Regions from separate parts of the Sus scrofa genome. Here region 2 is linked to region 1. A link is a contact called in public HiChIP or PLAC-seq data. All regions are on one chromosome and are shown on one strand. The core of a region is the stretch at or near the end of the contact, and the rest is flanking DNA. Distances in the headings are between cores, read along the strand shown. Region 1 overlaps DIS3L2 (DIS3 like 3'-5' exoribonuclease 2). Region 2 overlaps DIS3L2 (DIS3 like 3'-5' exoribonuclease 2).

Region 1 (7,410 bases), core at 2,118-4,617:
CCGGTGTTGCTGTGGCTGTGGTGTGGGCCAGTAGCTACAGCTCCGAATAGACCCCTAGCCTGGGAACCTCCATATGCCGTGGGAGCAGCCCTAGAAAATCCAAAGAGACAAAAAAAAAAAAAAAAAAAAAAAGAAAGAAAGAAAAGGAAGCCACTCCCACAAACTTACATAACCTATGACTCCATTTATATGACACTCTCAAGAAGACGAAATTACATGACAGAGAGCAGATCAGCGATTTCCAGGGCCTGGGGAAGGCGTGATTATAGCGGGGTCCGTGTTCTGGGGGAGTGGTGCTCTTCTGTACCCTGACTGCGGTGGAGGCTACATGAGCCTCTATGTGTCCTAAAATTCATAGAACTGTACCACAAAGGTCAGACTGTTTATTAATTTAAAAACTAAAATTTAAATGTGATTTTTGAATCAAGGAGAGTAAAAAAAAAATTAACAGACTTGATCAATGGGCGCTAGGATTATGGATTAGTTTCTTTCCTTTATACTTGTCCATATTTTTCCAAATTTTCACTATGATTAGGTATTACTATTACAAATGGAAAAAAATGAATGCTGCAGAGAATCTCCTCCATGCAAAACTCAGATGCAAGTTATTGTTTATAAGGATGTTCAGCAATCTTGTAAGGTCCTATTGCTCAATATAGGTAATAGCTTGCAAACTATGCATGTGGTGAAACTGTATTCTCCCTGGGGAGAATACAGTTTCGAGATAAGAGGACGGAAAGGCGCATGCCACTAAGGCGGAGGAACAAGAGCATTCGGAGCACTGTCCCAGGTAGAGCCCTTCATCAGAGGCCCAGTTTCCTCGCTAAGTGTCCTGAGAAGGGGCTCATACAGCATGGGGAACACAAATGAGGGGGGGGGGGTCTCAGGATAAGAAGAAATCATTTGTTTCCCTATCTAAAAGGAGGTGTAATTACACAAGCCTGCCAGAGGAAGAGAGAAACACTGACGTCCCCTGGGAAACAAGCTCCTAAAAGGCTTTGTTCCAGCGCCACAAAGGGTGCGGCTCGCAAGTGTCTGCTGAGTGAATGAATGAATGAATGCACAGGAAGAGGCAGGAGATGAAGTTAATTCTGATCCCACGGTAATGAGCTCTGAACTGCTGAGCAGCCTGAGCTTGATTCACAAGGTCAAGAAGGACCTGTCTCAACTATATTCAATAAAACATATTTTAAAGAAGGAACTGTCTGGAGTTTCCATTGTGGCTCAGTGGAAATGTATCTGACCAGTATCCCTGAGGACGCAGGTTCGATCCCTGGCCTCGCTCAGTGGGTGAAGGATCTGGCGTTGCCGTGAGCTGTGGTGTAGGTCGCAGGTGTGGCTCGGTTCTGGCGTTGCTGTGGCTCTGGCGTAGGCCGGCGGCTACAGCTCTGACTCAACCCCTAGCCTGGGAACCTCCATGTGCTGAGGGTGTGGCCCTAAGAAAGACCAAAAATAAAAATAAAAAGGAAGGAACTGCCTGTTTTCTTGCTCCTTTTCATATTCCCTCATGAAAGCCAGCAAAAATGCATTACATATCCCAAGTACTCAATAAATGCTTGTTGAACTGAAACTGAAATGTCAGACTTGGTGGTAGGAAAGTTCTGGTCCTCCTTCAGTCATCCTACTGACAGCAAAAGAAGCCGAAAGAACACTCTGTTAGCTTGACGGGGGCCACAGTTTACTGTTTTACTTGGAGAGTTGACTGGGAAGTTAGGGTTTCTGAAAATCAAATGTGTCGGGTGTTTTGAGGCTTTCATTTCTATGAATGAATGACAACGACCACTTCGACATTTCTGTCCTTAAACTGATTCAGCCAGTATGTGACAGAGTAACGTTTTAAGGCTTCAACGATTAGTTTGCAGATGTCTTCTCTGAGAGGACCCACCCATCATTTTGAGAAAAATCTGAGACTAGTCTGTGAGCACACAAACCAAGTCTCTACTAGGCATTTTTTTTTTTTAAATCTGCGCTTAAACCAGAAACATAAAAGGCTAAATTGAACCATCTCCGAGGAATGGTTCGTAGGAAGGCATACCATCCGAACACTATTCTTGATCAGGGGTCGGCAAACTACAGCTCACAGACCGAATGGGGCCTGCCACCTGTTTCTGAATGGCCTGCAAGTTAAGAATGGTTTTTACCTTTCGAAATGATTGAAAAAAATCAAAGGGAAAATATTACTTCATGACACATGAACATGACGTGACATTCAAATTTCGGTACACATAAACGAAGCTTTCTTGGAAGGCAGTCGTGCTTTCTGGACCCAGGGGCAGGGGTTGAGGAACAGAAAGTATGCTGATCCCTGTTTTACATCAGTGTTCTCCACTCTCCTGAATAAGTGTTTTAATTTTTTTAAAAGGTCCTAAGTCATTTGGTAAATGCCCAGCCAATGTTTTAATTGCAGGACTTCTCAGAGCCTTCAGCATGCTGGTATCGTGTAGTTCTTGCCAGACTCATTTGATCTTGGCACTTTTTTGTGGCAGAGACTCAGGAGAGTCCCCCTGAGAGGTGATACACTGCACTGAAACACCTGCACAAGCATCCAGTAGAGTCTTTGTCCACATGGGGCCTTGCTACCATGCCTACCCCACAGGAGTCCAGTAAAAGGGCTATGCTCTTTGCTGCAGGGAGGCTGATAAGGGCCTAGCTCATGTGATCACTTGGTGCCCCTTTCACGAGTACATACAGAACAAGTTCACGCAGTGCAAGGACTCACCCCGCTCCTGAGCAAAGAGTTTGTTTGGACCTTACACACATGTGGATTTTATCCTTTAAGTTTCCTTCTTTGCTTTGGCCGCTAGGAAACTCAGAAAAATATTTGTGACTTGTTTCAAGAGGGTCTTATTTGTAGTTTGAACTTTGTATACTAACCTTTATCCTGGGTGTGCCTAATTTTCCTACTCATATATTCTTTTTGCCCTGTAGCCTGATTTTTAAAAGGTTCACTGCAATATATGTATATCTGCAAGGTGCCTTAAATCTTTTCTTTTTTTTTTAAAGCAGGGTATAAAACACACACACACACATATATTGAGAGGTTACATCATTTCAGAATCATGTGTTGAGGGGATGCTGGAAGAAAAAGAGACATTCGGTACAGCCTACTAAAAGAACCCACTTCTAGACTGAGTAAAACTCAAGAGAGCTCCCAACAAGTATTTGCACTCTAGCAATGGACTCCAAACTTGCTCTCTCACTATGGAAAATTGGGAGAAGGAAGGGAACAGTGAGTGACCCCGACAGACCCCAGTCCTCAGGGCTGAGAGCCAGTGATTTCATCTGTTGTCATCACTACAATTATGAACTGGCCACAATGCGGAGCATGAGGGCTCCTTCTGGTTGTGGCCACAGCGGCTGGGAGCTGCTGGCCTCAGCACTTGGGAGCCCGGCCCCGTGGGGGCGGTGCTCCACGCAGCTGTTACACTCTGTTAACATGCTTGGGATTTTACTGGCTCCTTTTCTGGAAGGCTCTGGTCTCACAACCTGCAGGGAGCAGCCTGGCCTGCCAGCTTTCAGAACCTGTGAGACCAAATATTTGAAGAGTTCCGCAACAACGGTTAGAAAGAAGCTAACCCTGACCCACAGCAAAGGAAGTGCCAGGTTGGGGAGGAAAAGACTTGAGGCTCCCGTTCATGAGGCTGCAGAACTGCAATTCAGAGCAGCGTTATGTAACCCAAATTTCTGAAGGCACGTGACTGCAGGGCTTAGTAGAACTTTTTAAAGTGACAGACAACGTCTAAGACTGTTTTACTCAAAGCCACTGGTCCCGGAAGAGAACACACGAAGGGTAACGAAAAGCCTTCTGTAATCCCTTAAGACCTGGCCTAGAACACCAGGAAATCACAACAGCAAAGAAAGAGCTGTTCCTCTGTCACTCACACCCTCTTCCTCTCCTCTGACCTCGCGGCCTCTTCCTCCTCCAGGCACCAGCGTTGCTACCTCCTTGCAGCTGGAAGCAGCTGTCTAGGCTCCACAGCAGCATTTACTCACCACGTGGTCACCATTTACCTCACTGGACTCTGGCCATGGCCCCCACCACATCACAGAAATTGCTCTCCCCAAGGTCGTGGCTGCTGCCAGACTCATCATCTTAAAGCAGGCGGCTGGTCCAAAACCTTCATCAACTCCTTACTGAGTAAAATGGAACGTCAGCTTAGAACGCAAAGCCTTTCATGCTGTGGCCCCAGGAGGTACTTTTCTAGCAGGTGGCACACTCCCTACGTGTACCTTATGTGCCAAACTTTTCTCTGCACCCTCTGGTCCCTGAACCATGGTTTGTGCTCTTCGTAACATTAAGACATTTACGCCACCCATCTCCAATGGCTGAGGCCGACCGGCTTTTAAAGGCTGGCCTGCAACACCATCTCTGTTCCAGGGAACCTTTGTGGCTCCAGAGAGTGAAGCCGCCTCTCCCCGCCGCTGCTCTGCTCTGCTCATGACTACAACCTGTCCTTCTCCAAGGACACTGGCCACTGGCCCTGGCATGTTGGTGGTGCTGATGGACACATCTTATCACGGGGACAAGGCGGGGAGCGCCTCGGGGTCTGGCTCTGACACTGACCTCTCTGGGTATCTCTTCCAGCCCCCTGAAGGCACACGGAATGAGTAGCTGATGGACAAGTGAAGGGAAAAAGGACCAAGGGGCGCTCTGCAGCACTTTTCCATTCAAGTTTACCACTGTGTCTTGGGAAATACATTTAGGATTAGAACTCATGACCTCCTGGCGTCCAATCCTGTGGTCACACCACAGTGTTATTGTTTCCAAGGGTGAACTTTTCTGTCTTCGTCCCATCTTCTTTTCTCATAAAACAGTGTTTTACAAACTGCGGTTCAGGGACCATTTCCAGACTAACAAAATTTATAGAGGCCCTCTTCTGTCCGTGACTCTGGGTCTGTCTCCTTGCTAGCAAGCAATTCTGGAGACAAGGATCTGGGTCAGTGATGGTGAATGGGTGAAAAAGGACGGAAAAAAATTTAAGAAATAACCTTACGAGGATAAAGACTAACAAATTTGACTCTTTTAGATGAGATGGTATCAAAGTTTACGTAGAAATCAGAATATTTTACATTAAACCAGAGCAAGAAACTTAACTAAAGAGCTGGAGCCCTCAACCGGGGGAATGTGTGTCCATAAGGACCCCGTGCAGAGAGTCCAGCCAGATGGGTGCTGGGGCGAACCAGTCAGGTCAGATGCCGGACTCATCCGAGCTTCCATTTCCCGTGGACTTTCTCAGGGATGGGCCGACCTCTCCTCTTGCAGGCAAAGGGAGCTGGGAGCAATATTCAGACCCAGCCCCTTCAGTGCAGCACGGCTGGACCTTTGATGTTTTCTGATGGCAGCTGTGGGTATGTTAATACTCTTTCACTCGGTTCTACTGCCACAACAGAGGCTCAGAAGTCTGGTACAAGCCACACATTTTTCAGAACAGAAAAAGACCAAGGTCTATTTAAAGCAGACCGAGATCTTGGTCCATCCGTCCCTCCACCTCCTCCAGTGATGAAATGACACCTATGAGGCCACAGAGTGAAGAGAAAGAAATGATGCAATGCTCTGGGAAGGGTTTTTTTTGTTTGTTTTTTTTTTTTTTTTTTTTTTGTCTTTTTATCTTTTTGTCTTTTTCTAGGGCCACACCCACGGCATATGGAGGTTCCCAGGCTAGGGGTCTAATCAGAGCTGTAGCTGCCGGCCTACACCACAGCCACAGCAACACAAGATCCAAGCCGCATCTGCCGACCTACACCACAGCTCATGGCAACACCAGCTCCTTCGTAACCCACTAAGCAAGGTAAGGGATCAAACCCACGACCTCACAATTCCTAGTCAGATTCGTTAACCACTGAGCCATGACAGGAACTCCTGGGCAGGTTCTTTTCACCCATCTAGGGCTTCTTCATCGAGGGGCCACAGAAGGTCTGCCTCAAGCTTTAGTAAAATTCTAGGCTAAGTGAATGTAGTCATTAAGTTCCTTTCCAAAGGGCTATATAAGGTGAGAACAAAATCAAATGACTAAACTGTCTCCCTTGTTCTCTTGGTTTACTTACTCACTGAGCCGCTTTTTGTACTTCAAAAAACAATATCCTGGAGCAGAGGCCAGGGGACAAGTCTGGCCTAGCATCCTGGGAGCCAGAGACCACGGCATGGGCCAGGAAAGCCATGCCTTAAACTCAGAGAGTATGTTAACATGAACTCTCTTCCCCTCGATTTTCATTTTGAAAAACGGTAAACTTTTAGGGAAGTTTAAAGGAGAGTGAAATTAACATCCCTCTCCATCTCATCAAGAGTCACCACATGTCAACTCTGTCACAGCTGCTATCTCCTCCCCGTCCCGCCCTTCAGAGACCTAGCTTTTATTTTCTATGTCTGAACTACTGAAAATGATGTTGCCGAGATCATGACATCTGAGCCTGCCATGCTTCTGCATGTGCTTTCATTTTCTTTTCTTTCTTTTTTTTTGTCTTTTTGCCTTTTCTAGGGCTGCTCCCATGGCATATGGAGGTTCCCAGGCCAGGGGTTGAGTCAGAGCTGTAGCCACCGGCCTACACTAGAGCCACAGCAATGCAGGATCCGAGCCGCATCTGCGACCTACACCACAGCTCATAGGCAATGCCGGATCCTTAACCCACTGAGCAAGGCCAGGGATCGAACCTGCAACCTCACGGTTCCTAGTCGGATTCATTAACCACTGTACCACAATGGGAACTCCTGCATGTGCTTTCTAAGAATAAAGGCATGCTTCTACACAACCACGACACTGTCCCCACAGTTAAGAAGATTGATAATAATTCCCTATAGCCAAGTTACGGATCATATTTAAATATCTTCCCCAACTGAAGTCTCCTTAGCTTTTGTTTGCCTCCTGGTCTAGGCTCTAATAAAGAGTTACACGGTATTTGGTGGTCATGTTTCTGTAGTCTGTTCAGTGTACAATCCATCTATCTTCTCTTTTAAAAATATAACGCCACTTTTTTTTTTTTTTTTTTTTTTTTTTTTGGAAGCATCCAGGCCTGTTGTCTCGCAGAATGTCTCACGCTCTGGATTTATCAGCTTGTTTCCTCATGGAAGGAGGAAGGGCGGTAGGGACAGAAATAAATCAAATGTGGCAAAATTAATCTTCTTTGCGTTTCCTATAAACGGAAAGTTAGGTCTTAAGTCTTGACCAGATCGGAGTGAACGCTTGCCTTGGACACTTCAAAGGCGACAGTGTGCACGTCGTAGTGCTTTCCTGTCAGAAGGCACAAGCGTCGGGTTGCCAGATTTGATTTGTGAAGTTGCTAGTAGCCAGATCTTTCTATTTTAAGGCTGTCTTTTATTCTTTAAAATTAATATGTAATCTGTGGAATAACACTGTTAGATCAGGTGAGTGTCCCGTTCTCAAAAAAACCTTTCAACCAGGGCCTTTAGCGTCC
Region 2 (7,410 bases), core at 2,210-4,709, 130 kb before region 1:
CCATCTCTCTTTCTTGGATGCGCCCTCCTCTGGGGAGGCAGCATGAGGGGCCCCTGCCTCCCAGGGCTTCCTGGGCATCCCATTCCTATCCCATCACAGCAGGTGGCCCACCCCCCGTGATCACCCCTTTCATCACGGGCTGTACCTCTCCTCCCCACTCCACGCCACCCACCCCGGGCCCAGGGCCAGGCATTGGGCAACTGTGCACGGTCAAGGATTCCCATGGAGTTCCCTGGTGGCTAAGCAGGTTAAGGATCAGGATTGTCACTGCTGTGGCTCTGGTTATAGCTGTGACTCAGGTTTGATTCCTGGCCTGGGAACTTTGCATGTCATGGCTGTGACCAAAAAAATACAAAATAAAGAAAAGATTTCCAGGTCAGGGCACATTCTGGCGCTTGGAGGGCTGCGTCCCTGCCACCACACCCTTTTCTGCGTAGCAACAGCCCTCAGGCACATACCTCTGACCCCTACCACTTGCTGCTGGAAGTTGTTGAAATCATAAAGCTCTGCCTAGGAAAAGAGCTCCACTGACCTCTCTCCTAAACATGAGAAAGAAGCAATTGCGTTCCTGGCTCTCCCCAGGCCACGTCTACGGGGCACCGCTCCCCTCTCACGGCAAACTGGCGGCCTTGCTTTAAACCAACCCCGAGTGAGGCGCCTCCCACCTACAGCCGTTCATTGCTTGTTCACTTCCTCACCCTCAAACCTTTTGGAGCTGCTGCTGCGGGTCGGTGCGGTGAGACAGTGAAGAGCCACCCGTTAGGCACAGGTGACAGGCTACGTGCAGCCCCTGAAAGCCTCTTGGAGCCCAGGAGGTGCTTTTATCCCCTTCTAAAGCATGGGGAGCTTAAGGTGCAAAGAGGTGATCAGGCCCAAGTCCCCCTGCTCCCAACCAGCGGCAGGGAGTCATCACCAGTCTGCGTGACCTCAAGGCCCTGTTGCCTCTGTGATGCCCTGGACACTGCTGCCACCAGAAAGCCTGGGCCTGCCCTCCGGGAGCCCCACCCTAGTGGGGTAATACGCCTGCAGATGCGAGGTCACTTCCAAGAGATGGCTGAGGAGGGCCACACGAAAGGGACGCAACAGTACAGGTGCGGAGGAGGGAACGCATCAAGTAAGACTGGAAAATAAGGGATCTAGGGAGGAGAGACGAGGGCTGGGGGTGGGGGCAGGCAAGCATGGCCCCCAGGGCCCTGGGTGCCGGACCCAGGATGGGGGGACAGTGGCACCCCGGAGCAGAGGCCTGGTGCAGCTGGGGGAAGAGTCAGGGCTGGCAGGAGGCAGCCAGAAAGGGCAGGACAGGCCAGAGCTCAGGGCCGCAGGCAAGCTTGGGAGTGGGCAAGACTGTCACAGGGCCCAGCGGGACAAAGTGGGAGGGAGCTCGGAGGGTGACGCGGTGGCTGAGAAGTGGAAAGTGGCATGAGAAGAGGGAACCAGGCCCCGCTGGGTGGTTGTGCAAACCCAGCAGTGGGGCGGGGGAGTGCCCTGGAGGTGGCCGCTGGACTTGGCTGGCAGGAGCGCGTGGCTGTGGCCGTGGGGATGGGCAAGGTGATTCTGAAAACCAAAGATTCAAGGGTGAGGGAGGCGGTCAAGAGTGGACTCCTGGCAATACACTATCAGTGAGAGAGGCAAGCGCTGGTCTGAGAGGGACCGAGAAAGGCCTCTGCAATGTTTTCTGTTATTGCCTGAGGTTTCCAGAGGATCGGAGTACGTTTTCAGGAGGAGCCAATAGGAAAGAACCCGGGGCTGAGCGCGAGACCAGTGCGGGAGGGAGGGAGCTCCAGGAGGGAGGTGGGCCTCCAGGGCTGGGTGCAGGGGGGGGGGCTCTGCGCTGCCCCCTGTGAAGGGGGACCCTGGGGGAGACCCCCCCCGAGTGGGGATCAGCTGGGTAACCCGGAAGCCTTGCCTGACGACTGTCCCCAAAAGTGTCTTCTCAAGTCCACTGGACACAGGAGAGAGGAGAGAGCCCTACACCCACCAGGTCAACAAAAGGAGGCCCTGGACCTGGCCTCGGCACAGGGCAGCCTCCCCGGGCCGCCCTGGGTGGGGGGTGCTGGTCTCTGAACTGCGGCAAAGGCAGGCACGGTCCAGACGGGGGTCAGAGTTGGGCTGGCCACGCCGAGCTGGTTGCTCTCCGCTCCCCTAGAACTGCCTTAGACGAGGGGGGCGGCTGGTGATGTGCCGGGGGTCTCAGGCCTGCGCGGCGCTGATGCTGACGGCAGGCTGCAGTCCCGCCCTGCCAGGCCTGGGCCTCTCCTCCGCCTCGACCCTGACCTCTCCGCCCTGCCGGGCAAGAGGGGCTGGGCCTCCACAACGTTCCCTTTCCAGATCCATTTTACCAGCCTAACCAGATGAGAGACTCAGCCCACCCCTTCCCCACCCAGAACGCTCAGAAGGTGGCTTTGGAAAGGATCACAGAGCTGGGCAGCCAGGGCAGAGTGGCATGGCTGCCGCCCAACCCTGAAAATGCATCGCTTTTCAAAGACCAAAACCAACTGAGAGACTAGAACAGCCTCTTTCCCCTCAGCCACCAGGCACTTGTCGCAGCTCTGCGGAGTCTCATGCAAATGGAATCAGGCCACTTACGGAGCTAGTTCAATTAGCTCCTGGTGAAAACTACTAACTTGGAAATTTGATAAGAATTTGCTCCCTGCCAGCGGCAAATCCATTTCTTCTAAAGACGGCATTTTCCCCACTTGGGCACTCACCGCGGGCCGGGAGTCCTTGGGCTTTGCATTGGCCGTGAAGGCAGCTGCTGGGCCCTCCTGAGAGCAGCGTGCCCGAGCGGGTGGGGGGCGGGGGGGGGTTCACTGCGGCTGACAGCCCGAGGCTGTGACCACCCTGGAGGGGACCCGCTGCTCTCCTGGCGCCCCCAAATTGAGTGGGATGTGGTGGGAAAATGCAAGGGCCCAGGGAGTCGGAGCAGGGGAGGTGGGAAGTCTGGAGCCAATGAAGACAGAAGTGGGAGCAGCTGGGCTGGGGCGGGGGAGGGAGCGAGGTGGAGCTGGTGGCCTGTGAGCCTGAAAGGGGGAGGCCTGGAGAGAGGGAGCTGCCGGCAGAGTGGCCTGGGGGCGGTGAGGGGGCGCCCACCCACGGCAGCAGGCACCCTGCTGCAGGCCTCTGCGCCGAGGGTGCTGCGGCTGCGGCTCGGGCCTCTCGCTGACCCCTCTCCTCCTGGGCTGACTGCAACCTGCTGAGCGCTTTGGACCTTCCCATGAAACCGCAGGGAAATGAATGGGGCCGCGTTCACAGGCACGGAAAAGCCCAGAGGAGCAGGCCTCTGGAGCCAGACATAACAGGCCCCGTGGGTGAGGCCGGAGCCAGGTTTCCTCTTCGGGGAGGCTGAATCCACTCCAGGCCTTTCTATAGGCTCAGCAGGCGGGGCCCAGCTGCAGCAGGAGGCACGTTTCAGCTGCTTGTTTTTCTAGCTCTAGAGGAAGTCTCCAGAGGCTCCGCTTCAGAGAGGCCGGGGCCCTGCCAAAGGGAGGCCCAGCGGCTGCGGTAGGGAGTGGGGAGGGGACATGCGGGGAGCCGGTTGACAGGCAGAAAGCCCTTTGTCAGCGTAAAGCTGGAGAAGCCTCGCTCCCTTCCCGAGGTTCAGGGCTCTGCTCTTCAAGGCACCAGCAGGCCTGCGTGGGGCAGTGGCCCTGGGCTGAGCTGGTGGACAAAAAACTCCCCCAAAGCAGAACCGGGGCGCAGTTTGTGCTGAGCGGCCTGGCAGAGCTGGGTCACTAGGGCTTGCTGGCTCCACTGCGGTGGGGACACACATGGCTTCTGCCACTCCTCGCTGCTGTCTAACTGGAATTAGAACCGCTGACCAGAGGAGGTGCAGCCAAGACGCACAGAAGCCAGGCCACCTCTGGGAGCCACCATAGGGCCCTCCAATGGCTTATCTGCCCCGCGTGGACCCCAGCCCAGCAGCAGGGGCTGGTTCTGCAGCCTAGGATAAAGGACAGAGCTTGGATAAGCTCCGTAGGGGCTGGCAAGGCCATCACTGACGATGACCACTTGTTGGTCACTTTTGATTTGGAAATTAGGCTTTAGGCCCCCAAATATTTGAGAGAGAAGTGTGTTCTGGATACACGGGTCCCCCCCTGCCGCACACACGACAAAAGGCAGCTGGGTAGCAGAGGACAAGGCACAAAGGCAGGCGTTCCTGAGCATTTGAGCGTGCTTTGCTCACCTCCGAGACACTTTTGGCCCCAGGGCCTCTGGGGAGCAGCTCCCCTTGGGCAGGGCCACCCCCCCCACCACACGGCCACCACAGGCTGGTCTCAGGCCAGGCTTTCTGGGCACATTATTTCATTGAGTCCTCACAAAACCCCGCATGGGAAGTGGCAGGTCAGCCCTAAATCTATGCAGAGGGAAACCGAGTGTCTGAGAAGCCAAGGACAGTGACCATGGAGATGAGAGAATGTGGCGGGGCTGTGGTCTGGAGACTGGGCTTTGTGACTCTAAGGTCTGTCCTCTGTCCCCATCTTGTGACGGGAGGGGGGGCCAGGCCTGGTGCTGTGAGCGGAGGAAGGGCAGCTCATGTGTCCATCTGGAATGGGAATCCCAGTGCTTTAGGTCAGTGGTGGCTTCTCTGCCACAAAGGGAGAGCGTGTGTCTCTCTCCCGCCCCGGCCCCAGCGCAGCAATGCCACCTCGGGCCAGCCGGTGGGCAGCTGAGTGGGCAGCTGGGCCCGTGGAGGGAGGCCCACAGGGGGTGCAGCAAGCTGCCCGGGGGCTGCTTCTCTGCCCACTGTGGGAATCAGCTGGAGCAGTGGGGCCTGAGCCCCGACACACCGACCTCCTACGGGCACTGCGCGGGGGACCCCAGGAGGAGAAGGACGGGTGCAAGGCACAGGTGGGACGTGTCCTGGCGGGGAAGCCATCTGGCTGTGAAACCACCTTGGGAAATAGCTGGGCAGACTGCATGAGGGTTCCAGTCGCTGCAGCGGCCCCTGCGGGGTTCCTCTTCACCCTAAGGTCCTCTCCTAAGGACTGGGCGCCAAGGTTTCCTTGCAGTGACCGGCCAAGGGCTCTGCTGACAGCGAGAGTCAACTCTGGGCCACGGTGGCACCTGGGGCGGTCCACCGCTTCCCTACGTCCTTCCTCCTGATTGTCAAGGGCACCTCCTGTCCTCAGCAAGGGCTGCAGCAGCTGCAGAGCCGAAGTCACTCATCTCGACCTAGTTCGCCATCTCCCTGGCAACCTCAGAGGGACGGGCAGCGGCTGCTCCCTGCCCCCGTGTCTGATGTTGGCACACCGCACAGGGCAACACGGAAGCCCGCCTTCGGGCCGGGCAGGGCCACCTCCATAACCCTGCCTTCCCGCCGCCTGTCTCCTGCTCAGCGGGACAAAGAGGACAGGCCTGGGGCTCCCTCCCCACGTGGACGCCTCCTCCCGTCTGCCTCTGGGGCTCCGGCCTCCTTTTGGTCGCGGTGCTGCCCCTGGGATGAGCACAAGCGCCGAGCTGGCTCCCTCCCACGGCTCTAGTTCGCCTGCCACTGGCTCACAGGCTCTGCCTCTTGCATCTGTGCACCTCGTTTTTGCTAACGCTTCTCCTGTTCCACCTGCGGAAACGTGCTGCGGAGGGTCACGGGGGAGCGGAGAGTCATCTTTGGGGCCGTGGCCGTCGTGACCCGTAGACATCCTGCCCTGCGAGCCGCCGAGCCCCACGGGCGAGCCTCACCCGAGCCCCGCTAGTCTGTCCCACGAGGGTGTTTTCTCACCCACCTCTGCGCCGGGCAAAGAATTCGGGCATTTTTGCTTCCCCTGCTGGCTTCCATCCTGTCAGGAGGCCCAGCCCTGGCCATGTAAAGGCGCCGAGCTAAGGGCACTCTGGCGTCTTGTGTCAAAGGCTGCAGCTCCTGTGGCCCTGGCACCTCCCGCTGACCTGACGCCAGCCTCAGCCCAGCTCTCCCCGCGGCCACGAGGAAGCTGCCAGCCTCTTTGGGCTTCCCCTGGGGGGAATGGGCACCCACACTTCCTAGGACCCCCCCCCCCCGGGGCCTCTCTGCTGCTCCCTCACCTGCCACGCCCTAACCCACCTCCGCTGAATCTCAGTTCAAGGCATCCCCCTCGTTGGCCCAGGCCCTCTGGGCTCTTCTAGCCCCAGAACTCATTGTTGGATTGCGACTATCTCTTTTGAGGCCAGATTTCCAGTCTGGGGACCAGGCCTTGCCCGGCTCTGTGTCCCAGGGCCAAGGGCACGTGTAGGTGCCATTCCACCTGGCTCAGACGGGCCACGGACTGTGATGGCCAATGCTTTCTCAACTATGTCTGTTTGGGGAATGAACGTGGCACTTCAGAGACATGATTTGCTTGGTGTTCCACAGAAGATGCAAAAGGGGGGCGTTCCCTGGTGGTCTAGTGGTTAGGATTTGGTGCTTTCACTGTTGCGGCTTGGGTTCAATCCCTGGTCTGGGAACTGAGATCCCACATCGAGCCGCTACATGCTTTGGCCAAAAAGAAAAAAAAAAAAGAAAGATTCATTTAAAAAAAAATACAAATAAAAAAATGTTACAGGGAAAACAGGCCTGTTTGTAGAGGCGGAAGTGGGCTCCAGAAGGGCCTAGGAGTGGGGTTTGGCTCCTGCAGCTCCCCTTCAGTTCTCCCTGCTGGAAAGCAGGCAGGCAGGTGAACTCAACAGACGGAACCTAGGTCAGCTTCTGCCAGCCTGATGGGGCATGCTAAATGTGCTCCAATGAAACTCTTCCTTGCCTCTACACAGGCATGACTTAGATCCAGCGCTGGCGACAATGTGGCTGGGGCTCACTTGTTGGCCCCCTGAGAGATGAGCACTTTTGTCCAGAGCAGCCCTCCTCACTCTCAGTATGAAAGCTAGCAGATTAAAAAAAAAAAAAAAACCAAAAAACCCCCTCTCTTTCCACGCCTGGGCTGTTTCCACTGAACTAACACTTGTCTTATCACCCACTGGGACGCGGTGTGTTGAGTCTGGCAGAGCTCTTCACCAGTAATGCGACTTTTAAAATATTGACTCGCCGTTTTATGAACTAGGTTCAGAGTGGTTTAAACGGATTTATTCCCGTCCCGAGCCTCTGGGCTTCCCCAGCATTGTCGCGACCCTCCTAGACACACACAGCCGATCTCCAGGGCACACCGGCTCTCCCTCCACACCCTGGAGGGGTGGCGAGCAGGGAGACTGGTGGCTCTCGCCCCCACCTCGACCCCTGCATCTCTGGACCAAGGAAAGCTCTCAGACTCAAGCTGAGTGACAGCATCAGTCCTTTCCAGGTGCCACCCTCAACTCCACCTTAGACCCAAGGCCAGAACAGCCTGGATTAGGCCTCCTTCCAGGTGAGCTGAGTTGACGGCAAGGCAGCAAGGCCAGTGGGTGTCCAAACCTGACTACATCCCGTGGTTCTACTTTCTGAGCTGCCTCTGCCGGCCAAGTCCACCTTTC

Evidence for each region. HiChIP or PLAC-seq counts read pairs in DNA pulled down with a chosen protein or histone mark.
Region 2: an H3K27ac HiChIP or PLAC-seq map of alveolar macrophages shows a contact between it and region 1. The contact joins two enhancer-like sites. A contact is called at or near these places in 1 of 47 Hi-C or Micro-C datasets (epiblast stem cells) and 2 of 2 datasets of contacts at active chromatin or transcription factors (alveolar macrophages and skeletal muscle).

Annotation. Positions count from the first base shown.
Region 1 is chr15:132,750,803-132,758,212 of Sscrofa11.1, reverse strand. All of the region lies in intron 9 of DIS3L2 (DIS3 like 3'-5' exoribonuclease 2), which reads right to left. Among named protein-coding and RNA genes, the nearest start is that of DIS3L2, 210 kb to the right of the region's middle. Within about 2 kb of position 3,367, at least 38 of the 83 cell types and tissues checked have an H3K27ac peak or open chromatin away from gene starts, as enhancers often do. A contact at or near this core is called in alveolar macrophages and skeletal muscle, where this site is marked.
Region 2 is chr15:132,883,375-132,890,784 of Sscrofa11.1, reverse strand. The region is part of intron 14 of DIS3L2 (DIS3 like 3'-5' exoribonuclease 2); the gene reads right to left. Among named protein-coding and RNA genes, the nearest start is that of ECEL1, 110 kb to the left of the region's middle. Within about 2 kb of position 3,459, at least 40 of the 83 cell types and tissues checked have an H3K27ac peak or open chromatin away from gene starts, as enhancers often do. A contact at or near this core is called in alveolar macrophages and skeletal muscle, where this site is marked.